2 separate regions of the Ovis aries genome follow, and region 2 is linked to region 1. A link is a contact called in public Hi-C data. All regions are on one chromosome and are shown on one strand. Each heading gives the region's core, a stretch centred on a gene start, on an enhancer-like site or on the middle of the called end of the contact. The rest is flanking DNA. Distances are from core to core; before and after follow the strand shown.

Region 1 (5,629 bases), core at 2,673-5,172:
TTTTTCTCTTCTGTAAAGTGTGTGCAATTCCTCTTCTCGCAGGGCAAGTGAGAGGATTGAAGGAAACGCTTGTGAACGGTGGTTGATCACAACGGGAGCGTCACTGCTGTGTAGTGAGGGAACTTGTGAACTTGGACCACTAGGTGGCAGCAGGGCTCTATCAGCTGAGATTGGGCCTGGAAGAGCCCCCAGTCAAATTGAATACAGAGGCTGCCAGGCAGGTGGTGCAGATGGGAGGAAGGGCCAGGTGAAAGACCCTAGGGAGTGGCAGGGGCTGTTATGGACCAGCAGGAACACACTCCAGCTGCAGGAGCTTACAGCTGCTCGGCTTCGGTCAGTGTTGCCACATCAGAATGAGGGCCAAGTGGTGCCAGGCATTCTGATTTTTTGAGAGAAATCAAATACCAGGGTTTTGTTTTGTTTTTTGATGTGAACTCTTCTGTGTGGAGATTGTGCAGGTCACAGAAGATCCCCCCCTAGTACATCTTCTGCCAGAGTGTGGGTTGGCTGCCCTGGTGGAGAATCTCCTCTGAAGAATTAGCTTCATGTCTATGTCCTGTGAAAGCCCTACGTGTGTCTCCACTTCACTCACTACTTCATCAGACATTAATTTTCCTTCCTTGGATCTCTGGGGAGCACCGTTCTCTTTTATGCTATTGTGACTATTGTTGTCATCAAACTTCTGTTAGGTTGTGAGCCATATTTTCTGACCATCCATGAGGATCTCCATAGGACCTGTTTCACAAGGTTCTTTTGAGGAATAAATGAGCCAGGACCTGACTCATTAGCACTCAATAAACATACTTATCATTATTATGGGGACGTGAGGGGAGATGACATGACATTTGGAGGAAGGTTTGCAGGGCCTGTCTTTCTCTCAGTATAGGGGCTGGTGACAAGGCCTGGCCACTCCCTTATGTAGATGAAGCCCCCCTGGCTTGTGAGGGCCTCGTGGAAACTAGTTCCAGCCTTTCCCTCAGAGGCTGCTGTTACACCCCAAAGGGATTCTTGGGACTTCCCCTGGTCTGGATCCCTGCTGCTGCATCTGGGTCAGGGTGGGCAGCATTCCCATCCAGGACAATCTCAGTCATGGGCAGGAGTGTCCTAGATTCTCCTGCCTCTCCCCAGTGATAGGACTTTCTGCAGTTCACTGCCTCAGGACAAGTCAGGCAGCGATTCAGGGATTCAGGCGATAATCAGGCATGCAGGCGCACTGAAGCAGGACTCTGCTCATAGGCTTAGGGCCCTTTGCATCCAGAAGCATCTTCTCAGGGTGTTCCCAGGAGACCCAGCAGCTTTGGGGACCAAAGCTCCTTGCTGGAGGTTCCAGTAGCAGATTCAGGAACAAAGAGAGGGGGAGATTAGATTTGTCCTTGCGGGCTCTGATTTATGCTGAGCTCAGGAGCACTAGTGAGTGCTGTTCCGTTAGGACTCAGGCAGCTCCCATGCTTCCAGGCACCTCAGGGTGGTGGTTCTGGGTTCCCTGCCTTGGACCCATGCATCAGGGGTCTGGGCAGCCTTGAGGCCTATGCGTAGGAAGGGAGTTCAGTGGCTGAAGGTTTGGAACAGCCTTGAGCCTCAGAAAAATTGAGGCCAGAGCGGGTGTAGGAGTTGCATCCACCCCTTCTGAGCAGCTCTCATTTCCAGAGGTTAGTCATTTGCTTGCTCACTCTCACATTCATTCCCTGACCAGCTCTGCTGTGTACTAGAGAGAACTACATTTCCCAAGCTCCTCTGACCTCTGATTTTCTGGTATGTTTGGCCAGTGGGAGACACTGGCAGGAAGGAGGAGAGGAGAACTCTAGATATTTCTCCCTCTCTCAGTTTCAGGCTGTATCTCTGCCTTGGCTGGTCTCCTCCATGGTTCCAGGTTCCTTGCCTCTTGGCCTTGGGAAGGCCTGGCTGTGCTTCCAGTTTCTGTCAGATAGCGTCAGATACCGGCATTAGTAACACTGCCGCTTCCCTGCGTTCCTCCAACCTAGAGACTAGAGTGTCTTTTTGCTATTGTTAATCCCTGTGGTGCTTCCAGGGTCTTCTTTAACCTGTGTAACTCCCTCCCCATGTCTCTCTGTTCACAAGTCATAGAGTGGTTCTCTTTCTGACTGGACAGTGACTCTTATGTGGCTTAGTGGCTAAGGGAACAGGGAGGTGGTGGATAGTGGAGCTGGAGCTCCAGATGCCTCTGCCCCTTGGGCTGCCCAGCCTTCAGAGGAGACTGGGAGCATCACCAAGTCTGCTACACCTTCCCTGGGTCAGGGAACAGTCGGGCCCTCCCCACCCAGAGCTCTTGAAAGAGTGTTCAGCTGTAGACAGCAGCTGAGTGGGTCAGGCTCGGGGTCAGTGGCTGTGAGAATCTGCAGATCAACCCTTGTTTGGGGCAGCTGAAGCTGTTCCTACAGGGTCCGGAGAAGCAGACCCAGAGGAGACCCACAGATCACTGTGTGAGAGCAGAGCCAGGCTGCATGCGGGAGGAGGGGATCACCTCCTTCTAGCCATAGGGCCTCGAGTCTGGCCCAGGCTCGGGAGGGGCAGTGAGATAGGAACTGGAGGTGGGGCTTCTGGCCAGGGAAGAGCCTGCTTGTCTTGATTCTGGGGTCTCAGTGATTCTGGGCACATCAGCAGAGTCTCTGGTCTGGGAAAAGGCCAGTGCAGTAATAGCAATCACCGCAGCTTCTGTTCATATCTCAGAGGGCTGTTTGAGGGTGATGTGAGGGAATCCACTTTACCTGATTAATCCAGTGCTGGCACATAGGAAGCTCTCAAGATCTGCAAGCTAAAGAAAAATAAAAACAAAAAAATAACCCCTACAAATCTCAACAGCAACCAGCCTCTGTGGACCTTATTCTATAGGCATTTCATGGAATAGGCTGGTGTCTAGTTTGCAGTGAAACCCAGGCCTCTCCCCTGGAGCGGGGCTGGGGCTGGCAACATAGTCCCAGCTGCCAGGGCCAGGAAGAGGGTCAAGTCAGGTGACAAGTTGTGAGGTTGGGAGATCACTGTGATCCCAGGACACACGCCCCAGAGATATGGGGACAGATAGTAGGTGTCCAGAACTGCAATGGGGCACTTAAGGACAAGTATCACCTCATGTTCAGACAGGAAAGATATCAAGGCCAGGTCAGAGAGTGGGTACCAGTCTTTGGGTTGAAGTTCAAGTACTAGGCCCTGGGGACTTAGCAATCAGGTCCACTAAAATCAGAAACTGGCAGGAGGCAGGATTCAGCACTGGGCACGAGGAACTTCATTTGGAGCCCTAGGGGCCAGAGCTGCTGGAAACTCTCCTATCTGAGGACAGGATTGAACCTAAGGAACAAGATGGGTTGCCTGTAGGTGAGGGGCTGGGATGGAGAGGGTATGGGATGAAGAGGCTGTGGGGGTCAGGAGCCCAGACTTCCCACTGCAAAGCATCCAAATTCAAATCCCGACTCCACACCTACCAGCTGTGTGACCTCATCGAACAAGTTACTTCATCTCCCTAAAACCTCACTTTCCTCTTTGTGGGTAAGCCAGGAAACAGTCCTACCTCAAAGGGCTGTTGGAATGTCGAGACGGGATCTTTCACGGAGGCGTTAGCACTGTGTCATGGAGGCGTTAGCCCTGTGTCTGTGACGTAGGAACGCTGCTTGAATGCTCCTCAAAGACACCGCCAGTTTTTCTGGCTCCCACCCCCTCCAAAGGATTCTTCCCCAGGTTTGCCCACCGTGACCCCCACCCGAGTCTTCTCTGGGCTGACGCTCTGAGTACATTCAGCCTTTGCTCTAACATCTGTGTTTCTGACCCTTCACCACCTCAGGCTCTAAAAAATACCCCTTCACTGCGTAGGCGCTTTCCCAACTGAAAGCAAGTGGATGTCTTAAGAGGCCAAAGGTTGTCCCCCTGGGAACATAACGTGACCATGTCCTCGGATACTCCGTGGTGATTAGAGCTCGCCATCTTGGATTACTTCACCCTGTCAGGAAGCTCCCTCAGAGCCCAGGCAGAGCAGTGGAGATAGCCTTGCTGATACGCCTTTGTGGATATTCTTTCTCCTGATGTTTGTTCCCTGCCATGTTTCTAAATGTTTTTTTCTCCAATTCTTTTTCACCCTTCTCCCACCCCTCTGACATGAGGCAGAGGCATGTACACAACTGGAAAAATCTTAACATCTACCTTCTTCCCCTTTACACTACCCCGCCCCCCACGCCCCCTCCCAAGCCAGAGATTCCAAGGCATGGCACTTCCCCTTAGGAGTCATGTGTCCCCATCCCCACCTGAAAAAGCACAAAGTGAAATCGCTCAGTCGTGTCTGACTCTTTGCGACCCCATGGGACTGTAGCCTGCCAGGCTCCTCTGTCCGTGGGATTTTCCACCAAAAGCACTTGGTCCAGATTTGCTTTTCAGTTTTGTGAAAAGGCACTTTTCGCACGTGCCTTTTGTCTTTCTTCGTGTATTACAATATGCACGTGATATATTATGTTTAATAAAATTGACTATGGAATTTGAATTGTATCTCTTTCTCTCCTAAGAGCCTGTCACACTTCCCTAGGCGCCTGTAAGGGACAGTGCCAACAAATACCTAATCTGCCACCATGAGCCCAGAAACACTCTTCCTGCAGTCTTCTCTCCGTTGTTCATGCCAAAACCCCAGGATTCATTCCACTTCCTCTCTTCCTCTCAGCCCTCTATATTCAGTCCTTCAGCAAGGCCTGTCAACTTTACTTCCAGAACCTTCCCAGCTGGTCCACTTTTCCCCTCTCCACTCCCTCCACCCCTCCTGTCCCGCCCGAGCTCCTGAAGGAGCCCCCTGACACTCTCTCGATCCCCACCCCTGTGTTTTCCCCTCACCCACTCTCCACAGAACGAAGTGATCCTTCGGAAAACTAAATTAGAGAACGTCACGCCTGTGCTTAAATTCGAACGAGACCCAGACTCCTTACTCAGACCTAACCGGGCCTGCATAACGGACCCTGCCTCCCTCCCATGGCATCACGTACCACCCTCCACCTTGATCACTGTAATTCGGCCAACACTTGCTTTCTTCCTTCTATTCCTCAATTACTCTAAGCTCCTTTCTGACTCAGGGACTCTGCACTGGCCTTTTCCTTCCCTGGGACACTCTTGTCCTAGATCTGCCCTTTGCTGGCTTCTTGCCACACAGGTCAGCTTCTCAGCAATGCCTTCACTGACCACTCCATCTGGGTAGTCTCCAACCTTCTGCACCCTGACCCCAACACTCACTATTCATCACCCTGTCTTCCTGTCATAATAGTTCGTGCCCCTCTCTCTTTTTTTCTTGTTTATCTGTTTGTTGCTTGCTTTCCTCATTAGAAAGGAAGCTTCCCAAAGGTAAGGATTTTATCCATCTTGCATGTGTGCATGCTCAGTTGCTCAGTCATGTCTGACTCCATGAACAGTGGCCCGCCAGGCTCCTCTGTCCATAGGATTGTTCAGACAAGAATGGTGGAGTGGGTTGCCATTTCCTTCTCCAGGGGATCTTCTTGACCCAGGGACTGAACCCACATCTCCTATGTTTCTTGCATTGGTAGCAGATTCTTTACCTCTGAGGTACCTGGGAGGCCCTTTTATCCATCTTATTTAGTCCTAAATCCAAATAGTCTTTGGTATGTCCCAAATGGAGCATGCTTGTACT
Region 2 (5,989 bases), core at 1,431-3,930, 120 kb after region 1:
AGCTGATTTCATATTACCAACAGAATGTTACTGAGCGATCTCTCCAAGCTGGCTCCAGCTTTCATCTGCCCTATCAGTTCAATTCAGTTCAGTCGCTCAGTTGTGTCCGACTCTTTGCGACCCCATGAATCGCAGCATGCCAGGCCTCCCTGTCCATCACCAACTCCCGAAGTTCACTCAGATTCACGTCCATCGAGTCAGTGATGCCATCCAGCCATCTCATTCTCTGTCGTCCCTTTCTCCTCCTGCCCCCAATCCCTCCCAGCATCAGAGTCTTTTCCAATGAGTCAACTCTTTGCATGAGGTGGCCAGAGTACTGGAGTTTCAGCTTTAGCATCATTCCTTCCAAAGAACACCCAGGACTGATCTCCTTTAGGATGGACTGGTTGGATCTCCTTGCAGTCCAAGGGACTCTCAAGAGTCTTCTCCAACACCACAGTTCAAAAGCATCAATTCTTCAGCACTCAGCTTTCTTCACAGTCCAACTCTCACATCCATACATGACCACTGGAAAAACCATAGCCTTGGCTAGACGGGCCTTTGTTGGCAAAGTAATGTCTCTGCTTTTGAATATGCTATCTAGATTGGTCGTAACTTTCCTTCCAAGGAGTAAGCGTCTTTTAAATTCATGGCTGCAATCACCATCTGCAGTGATTTTTGGAGCCCCCCAAAAATAAAGTCTGTCACTATTTCTACTGTTTCCCCATCTATTTGCCATGAAGTGATGGGACCAGATGCCATGATCTTTGTTTTCCGAATGTTGAGCTTTAAGACAACTTTTTCACTCTCCTCTTTCACTTTCATCAAGAGGCTTTTTAGATCCTCTTCACTTTCTGCCATAAGGGTGGTGTCATCTGCATATCTGAGGTTATTGATATTTCTCCCAGCAATCTTGATTCCAGCTTGTGCTTCTTCCAGCCCAGAGTTTCTCATGATGTACTCTGCATATAAGTTAAATAAGCAGATGTTCATTTAAAAACAAAAAATATTAATTTCATTTTATTTAATTGGTTAGGCTGTGCCCATTCTTTGTTGCAGCATGGGGGACCTTGGGTCATCATAGCCACATTCAGGATCTTTATTTGCAGCACGCAGACTCTTAGTTACAGCATGTGGGATCTAGTTCCCTGACCAGGGATGGAACTCAGGTCCCCTGCTTTGAGAGCATGGATCCTTAGCCACAGGACCAGCAAGGAAGTCCCTTTACCTTTTTATTTTAATCCTCAAACAACACTGTGAACACTTATTTCCTACTTACAGATAAGAAGCAAGCTCAGAAGGTGACGTTTCCTAACCCAGGCCTGTCAGACTGCCAAACCTACAAGCCTTTCCCCCTTTTATGGACTAAATTGCTTCCCTCCCAAAATTCATGTTTCGAAGCCCTAAACCCCAGTGCAACTGTTTTGGAGATAGGGCCTATAATGAGGTCATAAACGTGGGCCCTCGTCCAGTAGGACTGGCATCCTTATCAGAAGATGAAGCGACAGCAGAGATCTCTCTTCACCCTCAGAGACAAGGCCATGTGAAGACAACGAGAAGGCAGACTTGCCCTGTAAACCTTGAGGAAAGGTTTCTCCATGCATCAACCCTGCTGGCAGAAGTTTAGCCTCTAGAACTGTGAGAAGATGAGTTCTGTTGTTTAAGCCACCCAGTGGTATTTTGTTATGGCAGCCCTAGCTGAACAGTACATTCTAATAATATGCTAAGGCCCCAGCGTTATAGCAGTATATATACTGCCAGCTTTTTTGCGCGAGGCTTGGCCCTGCAAGAGGTATTGAGGAGTGTCTGCTCAGCAGGGTCCCGCTGGGGTGATCTTGACAGGATGGAGGTCCCCATTCTGCAGACAGGGAGACTGAGATCACCCCCAAGGTCTCCTTCTGGTGAGGGGGGCTGCCGCTGTGGACTCTTGAGGGCTGGATATCACCCCAAAGGCAAGGAGGGTTTCTTTCCCTCTGGTCCTCGTGTCAGGCTTTACCACAGGGATTCCCTGGGGGTTGGATTCCGTGTCAGAGCCTCTGGGAGTTTTTTAAAAAGCCCTTCTAGTCTCCTACGACTTCCTCTGAGAATTCAGGCAGGGCCTCTGATGGGGCATTTATCTGGAGAGCGTGACTGGCTTATTGGGGTGGGTGGGGTGGGGTGGAGGAGGCAGGTCCCACAGGGACTGAGCGGAGCACTGAGAGGGTGGCCCACTGTTGTGCGGCTGCTTGTCTGCTGTGTTCTGGGTGTGTGTGGGGGACATTGTACTGTGTGGGGGCAGGCACAGTGGGATCCAGAGCCAGATCTGGTGGGCTGCACACCCGGTCAGTGTGAGGCCCCTCCGAAAGCCCCCTCCAGGTAGCCCCAGGACCCTTGGATAAGCAGGCACAAGGGCAGTACTGGATGTTAGGTCTGAGTGTGTTTCATAAGCTCTGGCAGGTAAGGCCTTTGCTGTGAGCTTTTTGGGCGGGCAACTGTGAGGTGTGACTGCGAGTGTGTTCTGTAGGGGCATGGTTGTAACATGTCGCTCATGGGTTAGGGTGTGATGATGGTATTTGTGTCCTGCTGACTGTCATGGGATGTGGGATTTGTGTTAATGATGCATCTTTAAGGTGCCCGGGGTGATGGATTTGGCTCTGGGGCTGCGTGGTATTGCTGTGGTGTTCGTGGTGTTTGCTGTAACTGCTTAGTGACAGGGGTGGTGGCATTGTGGTCAGATTGGGTGCGCCAGGGCTTGTGACTAGGTAAAGGTGCAATTAAGGTTTGGTACAATGTGTCAATGTTTCCTGAAGGAAATCAACCCTGAATATTTATTGGAAGGACTGATGTTGAAGCTGAAACTCCAATACTTTGGTCACCTGATGTGAAGAACCAACTCACTGGAAAATACCCTGATGCTGGGACAAATTGAGGGCAGGAGGAGAAGGGGGCGACAGAGGCTGAGATGGTTGGATGGCATCACTGATTCAGTGGACATGAGTTGGAGCAAACTCTGAGAGATGGTGAAGGACAGGGAGCCTGGCGTGCTGCAGTCCATGGGGTCGCAGAGAGTCGTGCACGGCTTAGTGACTGAACAACGAGAACGATGTGCCGACATAGCGTGACTGTGCCTGGAGTTGAAGGTTTTGGCCCCAGCTCCGGCAGTGTTCCAGGATAGTGTTTTCTTGTAGGTGCAATGCTGGTGTTTTTGGCTGTGTGCTGGCAAAACTGATGCTTTGTCTCTACCTTCTTGATGTTTGGGGATGGGGACGGGGGACCACACAGGCTGCGATGGCGTTGGGGGACAGGGATGGCTGGGGTGGTGGCCCATGCAGGCCTCCACACCTTTTATTAATGAAAACAGCCTCCAGAGGAAACGCAACAGTGCCCCCCAAAGCTTAACTGGGGCAGCCCCATGTACCCTCATATCCTATGGGCACGGATGCTGAGTGTTTGAATGAACCTGGCATTGAACTTTCTCAGCCATTGCTGCCCACAGGAGGGCCGACCCTCTGTTCCTTCTCTGTCAGGTGGGCAGTGTGGTGTGAGGGAGCCTCTTCTCTCAGAGGTGGAGTCTCAGTCTGACCCCCTCCTGGACCCCTCCCACCAAGGACAGCCCCACCTCTGCCCTGTGAGGGTCCACCCTCTTGAAATGACCACCGAAATCCTACTCCCCTTTGGAAGCCTAACTTCTCTTCCAGGAAGCCTTCCGTGACTGACTCATTCTCTTCCATCTACCCCAGCCCTGATCAATTTCTGCCCATTTGGGGTTCTGTCAGTCTTTGCTACTGCGACCATTCGCTCTCAACTTTGCATTTTGCCTCCTACTGGATTTTCTTGTTTCTTGACAAGCATTTATTGAGGGCCCACCATTTTTCAGCACTGGGCAAACAGGCAAATAAGACAGTGTCCCTGCCTTTGTGGGGGGAGACAGACACTAATTAAGTATCTACCTCAACGTGTAATTACACACTGGGAGGGTGTTATGAAGCTCACAGATTTCGTGCCTGGAGGCTCAACAACCAGGGAGGTGGACTGAGGCAGGGCCGGCAGGGTGGCCGTAAGCTGGAGACTGGAGTGAGGTGGAAGTAGATGGGGGAGGAGGGCAGAGTTTTAGGGAAGTAAGCCGATTCTGAAGTTCTGAAGGAAGAGACCTAGCTGCCTGGCTTGGTGGTGACTCTTGGCCTGGGTGACTATAGACAGGTCCCAGCTTATTCTGTCCCCAGGGTCCCATCTAGCCCTTCGTGGGCCCCACTGGCACCTGCACACCCCATCAGTCAGAAAGGAGGTGCCTGCAGGGGTGCCTCAGAGTCATTTTAGCACCAGTTAGGAGAGCAAGTGAGCCACTTGTCCTGGGTCCCCCTTTCAGCTCTGACCTGAACGCCCTTCTGGCAGAGGCCAGGATGGTATGGGCATCTGAGCCCCATTGGGAAGCCTGGGGTTGACATCTCATAGCATCTGTGAAGCCAGGAGCCTGGGGGAGCCCCCTGTCCCCCTCTAATGAGAGGGCCCCACAGCGCTGCTGCTTACTGGCTGGGTACACTGGCCCCCTATTCCTCACCTGTGAAATGGAGCTAAGTATATCGCATGCTCCCTGGGGTTGAGCAGTTCCCAGGTAATGCAGTTACCTGTCGGCCTGGCACTGAGCGAGGACTTCATAAAGATTTGCTGCCACTTTCATCTTTCTGGGGTTGGTCCCATGGTGACTGGCCTGACCACAGTCGTCACATCTGAGCATTGAGAAGAGGTTGGCGTGATTCCTCAGACTCCAGCTTTGACATTTGTTTGTTCACTCAGCAAGGAGACTGCACCCCGAGTGAGCCAGGTTCTTTTCAGGGTGAGCCACTGTTCAGAGATGAGCTGGCTGGGTCGTTCCCCCACCTCCTACATTTGATGCTGCTGCTGGGCAGGCTCTGAACCTCCCTTCACCTCTTGCATCCATTGGCCAGCTCAGAAAATGGCTGAGATTGCTTAGGACCCGCTCAAGGAAGTCATTGAGATAAGGCTGCTGGTTTGGGAGCTGACGGCCTTTTGCTGAGGGATTGAGTTCTATCTCGAGATCTCAGAGTCCTGTGGGAAAGTGCTTCACAGCATAGCTTCCAAGCCTCATGCTCAGGTCTTCACTTGGGTCTGGGGTTGGGATTTGGCCCTGTGCCTGGGTGGCTCTGATGCTGCTGGCCACAGTTCATGGCGTTTGGAGGCCACGAACCGTCATGGAACAGAGAGGAAACGGAAGCCCAGGGTTGGGTGGGGACTTGGCCAAGGACTCAGAGTGGTTGAGTGGCTGAGCTGAAGCCTCAGTCTGAGACTTTGGACTCTGAGTCCAGTGTTCCTCCCATTGTGCAGCATGGCCTTTGAGGGGAGGGGGGTGACTGCACACCAGGGTCTTCTAGGGTCGAGGTGGCCTCATCTGAGTCTCAGGCTGGGACCCTCTGAGCAACGCACTCCTCCATCAGAGCAGGGGGAGCTGCAGCCCGTGCTGGCAGCTGTCAGGCAGGTGCAGATGGATGGAGCTGGTTGCACAACCTCACCTGGACTGAGCTCCCCTTTCCTCTCTGGTGGGGTGTGTTCATGGGCAACTGAGGGGTGTGTGAAGGGTGTGTAGGGGTGGGTTAGGGCAGCTCCCTGCCGTGGAGACCGCAACAGCCTCTCATAGCCTCACATGACTGAACTCTCACCCCTTTCAGTTTCACTGAAGAAGCCCTAACTGCCGCCCCATGAGGGCAGAGGCAACAGAGAACACGCTTCTGTGGAGGCATTGCAGTAATAAGAGGGGGGATGGAGCCCCCTACCCAGGTGCTCTTGCCTGTTATTGTCAGTGACATTGCATCCCTGGGACAATCTGCTGGCTCTGTGAGTCTTCAGTTCCCGTCCCTTCAACGGGCTCACTTGCTTCTGCCCTGCCCACTGCCCAGGACACTTGAAGGTTACAGTAGAATGAGGCTTCCTGGAAAGAAGAAGGGTCATGCCTGAGATGGTACAGTAGCTGAAGCTCACAGGAGTCTGTGACTTGCCCATGGTGGACAGAACTGAT

The links. Hi-C and Micro-C count contacts between places; a contact is called where the count stands out from the background.
Region 2: a Hi-C map of blood shows a contact between it and region 1, with 2.4 times the contacts expected there. The contact joins two enhancer-like sites. A contact is called at or near these places in 4 of 16 Hi-C or Micro-C datasets (blood, mixed tissues and muscle).

Annotation. Positions count from the first base shown.
Region 1 is chr5:58,758,884-58,764,512 of ARS-UI_Ramb_v3.0, forward strand. No RefSeq gene overlaps it. Among named protein-coding and RNA genes, the nearest start is that of ARHGEF37, 60 kb to the left of the region's middle. Within about 2 kb of position 3,923, at least 6 of the 54 cell types and tissues checked have an H3K27ac peak or open chromatin away from gene starts, as enhancers often do.
Region 2 is chr5:58,884,086-58,890,074 of ARS-UI_Ramb_v3.0, forward strand. All of the region lies in intron 1 of PPARGC1B (PPARG coactivator 1 beta), which reads left to right. Among named protein-coding and RNA genes, the nearest start is that of PPARGC1B, 41 kb to the left of the region's middle. Within about 2 kb of position 2,681, at least 4 of the 54 cell types and tissues checked have an H3K27ac peak or open chromatin away from gene starts, as enhancers often do.